Regions from separate parts of the Danio rerio genome. Here region 1 is linked to region 2. Evidence: chromatin contacts called from public Hi-C data. All regions are on one chromosome and are shown on one strand. The core of a region is the stretch at or near the end of the contact, and the rest is flanking DNA. Distances in the headings are between cores, read along the strand shown.

Region 1 (4,556 bases), core at 447-2,946, 100 kb after region 2:
TTGAGTAATGCACATACGAACAATTTTGTTTAGTATAAAGATTACAAAATAATAATTAATTATATATATATATATATATATATATATATATATATATATATATATATATATATATATATATATATATATATATATATATATATATATATATAAAATTTGGTATGAACCCAAGTTAGGACTTTGTCGCAAACCTAACACAACTAATGAGCAATTTAAGGCAGCATTGACTGTTTCATTGAAAACACAACAGGGTCTTTATGTTCCAACTGACTTCCCAGCTTTAATTTTGGACTTTGTTAGTATCTTTATTTTAAATAAGTATAAATAGTAATTAAAGCTAAAATTTGAAATGTATTGGGTGCACCTTTATTGTGCAATACACTATTTAGTAAAGGGGGGTGATTTCTTATTTGACACAAATAAGAAGAGGCATAACAGTAACTTAGAAAGATGGCTACATTATTATTTCATTTTAAGAAAACTGTTATTAAATATGATGCAGCACGGTGGCACAGTGATTAGCACTGTAGCCTAACAGCAAGAAGGTCTCTAGTTTGAGTCCCGGCTGGGCCAGTTGGCATTTCTGTGTGGAGTTTGCATGTTCTCCCCATGTTCCTCTGTGTTTCCTCCAGGTGCTCCTGTTTCCTCCACAGTCCAAAGACGTGCAGTAACGTGCAGTTAAGGTGAATTAGATGGATTTAGGATGGACTAAATTGGCCATAGTGTGTGTTTGTGAATGTGAGAGTACTGGGATGTGGCTGGAATGACATCTGCTGTGTAAAACATATGCTGGAATAGTTGGCGGTTCATTCCGCTGTGGCAACCCCTAATAAATAAAGGACTAAGCTGAAGAAAAAGAAATAATGATGTTATCTGTTATGCTTTAAAGGAATGGGCAGGAACTTAATGGCTTATTGCAGTTTTCTGATAGAAGGAGACTCCATGCAAAACCATGGCTATGATAGCTTTGAACAGGAGGTACATTGTGATCCATTAAACAAATAAACAAAAAAAATGTGGGTTGATGGCTTTGATGAAAGCTTTGATTAAAACACTTTAGTTCCCCCCCCCCCCATATTACATATGCTCTGCCATCGAGTATTTAATTGAAAGGTTATTGAATGTTATCATTGTTTCATGTTCCACTGCCACGACTATATCTACATTTCCAATGCAACTTCACCTTGATGCCCGTATTGATGCACAGTAAAAAGACACTGCTTGATTCTGCTTTTTTTCCATACACAATCCTTCCTATAGTACCAATAGCATCGTATGACTCTACCAAAGCCAGGCTTCGACGGGCCCAGCTGCAGTTTGAAGTCCTCTCTCTCTTGGACAAGCCTAGGAGAGAAGCACCTCTGCGCAATCCCATAATCCACTGTCCACGCTCTGTCAAATGCAAACCTGCCTGCGCCTCCCCAGCAGTGAATTATTCATCTGTGCCATGGGGTGAGGAGTCAAATAAGCCCATTTTGTCAGCAGTGGGCAGTGGAGTTGATGAGAGCTGAAGCAGGGGCTGCTGGGGAAGGGGTGACCATCTCTGCCTGAGCTGTCGCTTCTGCTACCTCAACCAACAGAGAGAGAGAGAGAGAGAGAGAGAGAGAGAGAGAGAGGAATGTAATGAGAGCAGGTCTCATGCATTATTCAGCAGTAGGACGACTCACAAAGAAATATAGAAACACTGGGCAGATTTTTGACAAGGCAGGGTTGCAATCATGCACACCGCACTCCCAGAGGAAATGTGATAACTCTGGTCAGGAGCAGAAGAGAGAGAGAGACAGAAAGAAGCAAATGTGGGCATGTGAATACTGGCCTCCATGAGGAAAAAAAAAATGAAGGCTTTTCAAATGAAGTGGAATTTACCTAAGCGTCATGCAAAGCTTAGTGGCATCAGACTCGCTGTTTACACCTGTTAATGTTGCTTAGCAGGCATTTACTTTGAAGTATCCTGTAGTGGGAGAAATCCTGCGTTCAGAGTGTTTTTAACAGGTATAAAAACATAATATGTCAGGCGGGATGTGTATTACCTGCCAAATTTACATATGTTAAGTGCAGCAAATGTAGGGTGATACATCTGCCTACAGTAAAGCGGATTAAAGGCTGAAGTGTTTGGCACCATAAACGCTTGCCTAAATGTAATTTGCTGAAAACTTAATGCGTTCATTGTAAAGGTTGACTGTCAGGGAGAGGAAAAGAAAACTGACACATTAAAAAAAAAAAATGTTGGAGGAAACCAGGAATCAAGTGAAAGGAATGAGATAATAAGCACAAGTCTGGCTGTTTTATAAATAGAACAAAGCAGGTGAAGTTTAGACACTTTAAATGATTACCGGCGTAATCACATCGGGAGTTCTGTTGCTCTCCTTTTGCAAAACCGATATCCATTTCACAAAGTATTTAAATGATTAACCACAGACATCAACGGGGATCATAAAAATCCCATTGAATTATACAGTACATTTACATTGACAATTTAAAACATTTATCAGACCCTACAAACTAGTGCAGGATCTACTTCAAGACGGTAACTTGAGAAGCTACTTATAATTTCAAGCAGTTCAACTGCAGTCAGCTATTAGCAAGGCTACATGCTGTTAATGAAGTATGTTTAAAAATTATTTTATATGCTATAAATACACTGAATAATGAGAATCTCAGGGGTGTTTAATGTGTCTACTCCAAACCACATCCAGAAAATTAAAAGACTACTGAGCGGCACAAGAAAGTTTTGGGCTTCAGGTAATTGTTTGTACAAAAAAGTCAGAATATTGCCAATTTGTACGTTACAGGTGTTTCTAATAAAGTGGCCGGTGAGTGTAAATACACTGTATTACACATGCCAGGCACATAAACACTTTATAAAAAAACACAACATGTACATTTTGCGAAAAAACTGTGTCGCATGTCTGTGGAAATATAGGTACAGTATATGCAGTTTGCAGTTGTTGCATACACATACTGAACACATAAAGCACATCAACATGACATCACGGTTTTTACAAAATAATGTGTTTGTTTGTTTTTTTTTAACATAAATGCAATAATGATAGCTTTTTTTTAAACATGCACTTTTAAATTGCTTTCAAAATGGTGCTTTTTTACCTTTAAAATACATAAAATGTTTCCCAATTTGAATTGAAAACTTGAGTTGAAACACAGAAACGAATCAAATGCTTGTCAGTATATGATATTTGTGTAAAGGGTGTAAAAAATGTCAAAATATGACAAAAAAAAAGCCTTTTTTTTCTAGAAAATTGCATGTTTTCCACTGAAAAATACAAATAAGTTGAAGCATCACTACTGCTAGTTGCCATCTCCATAACCCTTTAAAAAAGAGGTGTAAGAAGTGTACTAGATTGCTTGGGTTTATGAGTCTTGTTCTGATTGGCTTAGACTTTTCACACAAGAGGTTTCACAGCACAAGAGGGGAGCAACATGCTTTGACAAAAATGAGAACACTTGAAATTCATAGTCCCTGTGATATCCTCTCATGACTATGAATGCGATTTAAGCACAGTCGTAATGAAAATGTCAGCATTTTGCTCGCCTTTTCACCCTCCACAACTGACAAATAATACAAACATATCACCTGTTTCTCTAATGCAAAAAATCCCAACTCGATGCATCAAAGTGTCATTAGGATTTTCATATTGCTTGAATTATTTTAAGAACAGAACCGTTCAGCCTGTACAAGGCTGTAGCCTCACATACTGACAAAGCCAATGCTCACAAACCTTAACCAAAATATAAAAGATGAAAAAAGTTTTTTCATTCTTTACACTTCTGTCTTGCTATCAATCCTCACTTCTGGATTGCACTGACTGAATGGAATTCTCTCTCTCTCTCTCTCTCTCTCTCTCTCTCTCTCAGGCAGTGATATATGGCTGTAGGCAAAGGCTGAGATGAAGTGGAGAAAAGTAAATACTAATGCAATTATTCCAGCCAAAGTGTCTTATTGATATATAGGCTGCTCTAATCCTCTTTATATCAGTGCTTTCTATATTACAGAAACAGCGTGAATGTAGTAATAAACATAGGGGAGCACTCTTAAATATCTCTGCTGCTTCATTTATTTGCTATTATAGTGAAGAAACTCAGTGAGCAAGTTACATTTAATTATGTTTTAAATTTATACTTCAGCCCACCAATAAAATGCAACTGCTTGGGCCAAAAAACACAATAGTTCAATACACACACATTTGTTTTAAAAATCTTTTTCCTCTGATGTTTGCAAAAGAGGTACTTTGGTTGTAGTTAGACTAATGGTAATTTCACAATAATATTCAGTGGGTGACACTTCAAAATGACCATTACTGCTATGTATGGTGCCCCCATAATACTAAAGGAATAAGAACATATTTTTAAGTGTAATAGCAGTTTGCAACTGTGCTGCCAAAGGGCACAAAGAGATATTAAAGCAATGTAGAATGCAGTATTTAGTTAAAATGAATTTAAGCAAATTCCTAAATCGTACCATATCTTTTCAAAAGATTCAAAGCAATATATAGTGTAAAGCAGGTGCAGCCTTTGTACAGTACTATATTGTCATACTT
Region 2 (4,649 bases), core at 468-2,967:
TAAAAAGTGTACACAGCGGCCTCTGGTGGATTTGTGAAAACAAAACTCCAAAAAACATACCTCCTGGGACATATTTTCGCGCTCTCCAGAAATGCATACAGGGGTACATATGCATAATAAGCCTGGGTTAAAATTATTAGGTAATGTGTTACAATAGTTTGCATTAGTTAACGTTTGTTAACAAATAACAATGAACAATACATTTGTTACGCATTACTTTGTTTTGTGTTAATGTTTTGTTGAGTCTTTGTTACTGTTAACTAAAATGTTAACTATTTGGTCATGATTAAAGACAAAACAGTTCTTCAAAAATACTAAATCTTTGTTAAGGTTAACTCCACACAAGGTAATGGTTTTAATAAATACATAAGTTAAATCACACAATTTCTATTTTCTAACTTATTTTTTTTCAAGTTCTTAAACCCTTTTTTCTAGTTGCACTAAATTAATTTGTTAAGTTACCCTGACTTAATTTTTCTAGATTCCTCAGCATTTTAACTTAATTTTCTACTTGTTCCAACTAAATATTTTTCCCAATTTAAACTTTATTTTTTAGATCTTATAATAATTTTATTCTAGTTGCCCTAACTTTATTTTTCTAGTAACTCCAACTTATTTTTTGTCCTAGCTGCCCCAACTTAATTGTTCTAGTTATTATATGTAACTTAATTTTTATTTTTAAAAACACTTTGATAGATACAGTACATCGATAAATGGATGGATGGATAGAAGGATGGATGGATGGGAAATTCTACAAATTTACTACTCATTTACAAGGGATAATTGTTTCATGATGAACATCTTGTATTTCATGGCTAAAATACAACCTTAGAAATCTTGGACACTGTTTTGGAAAGCTCGTTGGATAGTGTCCTGATAATGACCTACCCTAAAAATATGAGGACATTTTGTTGACTTTAAATTACATTTTGTTTACTTTATATCAACTTTTAAACTTTAAATTAATACATAAAGCAATGCAAAATATTATTAAAACCTCTTTACAAATCATTACGGATATCTCTTTAAAAACTGCTATGGTCCTTACATTTTTGCTGACATTTGTTAAAATCTATCTTACAATAAGCTGATTTATGATGTGCTACTAAATAATAACTGAAAAAATATTTTGCATGATCTACTTCTTTGAATCATGGGCAAGTTTTTTAGGGCAAAAAAAAAAAAAAAAAAAAAGACACATGGAAGCCCAGAGGCTGGAAAATCTGATAAGCACAATGAGCATTCCAGATACTTTAAACGTCTTCATTGAGACACACTATTACAGCGCATTTGTCTATTCTGTCTGGAGTCACTCCGAGCCACATGAAGCATGCTGGAACCATTACATATCTAAATTTACAACTCTGTTCAAGTCCAAGGCCATATTTTGTAAGGTATCTATCTATAGAGCTGCCTACAGACTCCCGAATGCACTTCTAAACAACATTCAGAGTACATATACATAACCGACTGCATCCACGCCAAGCTTTTTATTGACAACATATTCTCACATAAACAAACAGCAATTCGCACCACTTTACACAGATTTCACTGTTGTCTGAACATGTGCAGGCTATGATATTTTCCCTGTGCCAATGGTATTCGTCTGTAACTAATATGGAGAGTTTTTTTTTTCTTCTCTCCTTCTGCTGGCTGGCTCGCACAGCCAGTTGTTTTCCATTTGTAGAAATGGCAATGCGGTCTTTTTCGTTTTCCCCCATTTGTCAACTTTTGAGCGCACATCTCTCATCACAGTTTGTTAATTGTTCCACATGTTACGGCTGAGCCAGCGAAAGCGCACGAATGCCTCAACCCACCGGCCTATACTGAGCCATGAATGCGGCTGCTGACTCTGTGAATTTCGGTACACAGCTGGAGGAACGCAGGCGCTGGCGTGGATCATCATGGGGATCGGCTGACTGTGGTTGACTGTGGGGAGTTTGAACATGATGGGAGGCCTCTGAGAGGTCAGGAGAGAAGGAGAAGATGCTGTCATCATGGGCATGTGCTGTTTACTCTGTTTCACAGAGACTGCATTCAACTGAGTGAGTGTGGAGAAGAAATAGTAATATATGGAAATGATGAATGGATGGATGGATGGATAGTTGGTTGGATGGATGGATGATCGGACAAACGGAGGGACGAATAGATGGACAGACAGACAGACAGACCGACCTTTTTTTACAGACTTTCTCAGTCTCTTGGTACATTTCTCAGATCAGAATTGAAATTCCCAAAACTACCTGTACAATTATCACATGATTGTGTCAGTTGTGCACACCAAAAAAAAAGAGTTTCAATTAATTTGAACAAGCTGCAAATGCTTTTGTACACCCATGCAAATGATTATCTGCATATCTTTGATGTTTTCTACATTATCAATTGCCTATGTCATGTTAATCAAAATCTATTATTTTAGTCTGAATAGTTAGTCTAGAATAGTTAGGTAATTCTCAAAATCTTTAATCGCTTGTTCACGGTCTTTACATATAAAATGGCCAAAAAATTGTCAAAATATATTGCCATAATGCATTTTTCTATACATTTTCTTTTCTTTTCGGCTGAGTGTCGTTATTAATCAGTGATCACCACTGCGGAATGAATCGTCAGCTTACCCAGCATATGTTTTGCACAGCGGATACCCTTCCAGCTGCAACCCATTACTGGAAAACACCCATGCACTCTCATTCACACACATACACCACGGACAATTTAGCCTACTCACTTCACCTATAGCACATGTCTTGTGACTTGTGGGGGAAACCAAAGTACACTGAATTGCTGTAAAGCGACAGCGCTACCCACTGCGTCATGGTGCAGCCCCTCTATATATTTCCATTATACTTTTTTCCTAATTCTGTCTACAATTAGTTTTTTATTATATATATATATAGTTGAAGCCAATTTCTGTTTATTGAGGAAAATACTTTTTTTTCCAACACAATAATCTCTAATAACTGCTTTATTTTATATTTGCCATGATGACAGTAAATATTTGACTAGAGTTTTTTCAAGACACTTCCATACCACTTAAAGTGAGATTTAAAGGCTTAACTAGGTTAATTAGGTTAACTTGGCAGGTTAGGGTAATTAGTCAAGTTATTGTATAATGATGGTTTGTTCAGTAGACTATCAAGAAAACATATAGCTTAAAGGGGCTAATATTTTTTACCTTAAAATGGTTTTTAAAAAATTTAAAACTGCTTTTATTCTAGCTGAAATAATACAAACAAGACTTTCTCAATAAGAAAAAATATTGTCAGACATACTGTGAACATTTCCTTGCTCTGTTAAACATAATTTTTGAAATATTTTAAAAAGAAAAATAAATTCAAAGGGGGGCTAATAACTCTGACTTCAACTGTATATATATATTTATATATCTAAATTGCCATAAATTTAAAATTGTTAAATTTACCACAGAACACCCCTCCAGTGTACACTGTTATATTGACAACATGACTGAGTAATTTGTCTTATCCGTACACGATGACACAATGACTTGACATTCTGATGGCACTGACTTGTTTATTGACACAAAAAATTAGTTTTGAGAGATGAACTAAAGATTTTGAGCAAGAAACTAGCTTTTGCAGGTAATCACTGGTGTTTTGCTATTTATATACGCTGTTTTGAGAAATCCACTTACTGCTTTGTGCAGTTAAATTCTGATGTAAAAAAAAAGAAAGAAAGAAGGAAAAAATATAAAAGAAAGAAGAAAGAAAGAAAAAAGATAGAAAGAATGAAAAAAGAAAAAACGAGAAAGAAAGAAAAAGAAAGAAAAAAAGAAAAAGGAAGAAAAAAGGAAGAAAGAAAAAAGAAAGAAAGATAGAAAGATAGAAAGATAGAAAGAAAGAAAGAAAGAAAGAAAGAAAGAAAAAAATAAAAGAAAGCAAGAAAAGAATAAAGGAGAGACAGAGCAATTAAATGAGAGAGGGCTCAGCTGTGAGCAGGCTCTGTTCAGATGACAGTAAATTGCAGATAATACAGAAGTGAAGTGGGCTTGACGGCTCTCAGCGACTCACACAGACTGACTGCGCTCACAGGCACAAGGACTGACGTGCATCTTCACTCGGCCTGATCATCAACCCTAACGACATACATCAGCATCTGATGCTCACGTGTGTTTACGGGTCACACTTTCACCAAAACACACCAGGACATCCCTGTGTCCATGCCTGCCTCACACGTCTCTTATTTTTAATTTGGGTTAAACAGCGAAAGTGAGGCACAAGCTTAAAACCTAATTAATGCTCAGTGCAGAGTTCATTAGCACAGCTGCATTCCAGAAGAGAAAAGTTGCGATTTGGGTGCTCGTGTTTCGCTAATTCCCTCTTGACAGTGCTGTGGCACTTCTGCTTAGGAATGAGAAGAAGATTACACATTGCTTTTAATTATGGCAGCTCGTTTGCATATCTTTCTAAATCATAATATATGGTAATGAGCATTTTCCATGCATTGAGAGTCCCAGGCAGCAAATGTGCCCTAAAAATGTCTGTAAATATTAGTTTTCCTGTCAGCTCAAAGAAACTCTGTTGAAATGGTTTTAAATAGCATTGCTTCTGTTTATTTTCTGGAAGAAATCTAAATGCATTGCAATTAAAATAAACATTAATTAGTGTGTGTCTGCATGTGGTCTTAAACATCCT

The links. Hi-C and Micro-C count contacts between places; a contact is called where the count stands out from the background.
Region 1: a Hi-C map of an unstated tissue shows a contact between it and region 2, with 4 times the contacts expected there. The contact joins two enhancer-like sites.

Annotation. Positions count from the first base shown.
Region 1 is chr24:26,808,850-26,813,405 of GRCz12tu, forward strand. No RefSeq gene overlaps it. Among named protein-coding and RNA genes, the nearest start is that of si:dkey-7n6.2, 140 kb to the left of the region's middle. Within about 2 kb of position 1,697, at least 6 of the 62 cell types and tissues checked have an H3K27ac peak or open chromatin away from gene starts, as enhancers often do.
Region 2 is chr24:26,704,059-26,708,707 of GRCz12tu, forward strand. No RefSeq gene overlaps it. Among named protein-coding and RNA genes, the nearest start is that of si:dkey-7n6.2, 30 kb to the left of the region's middle. Within about 2 kb of position 1,718, at least 3 of the 62 cell types and tissues checked have an H3K27ac peak or open chromatin away from gene starts, as enhancers often do.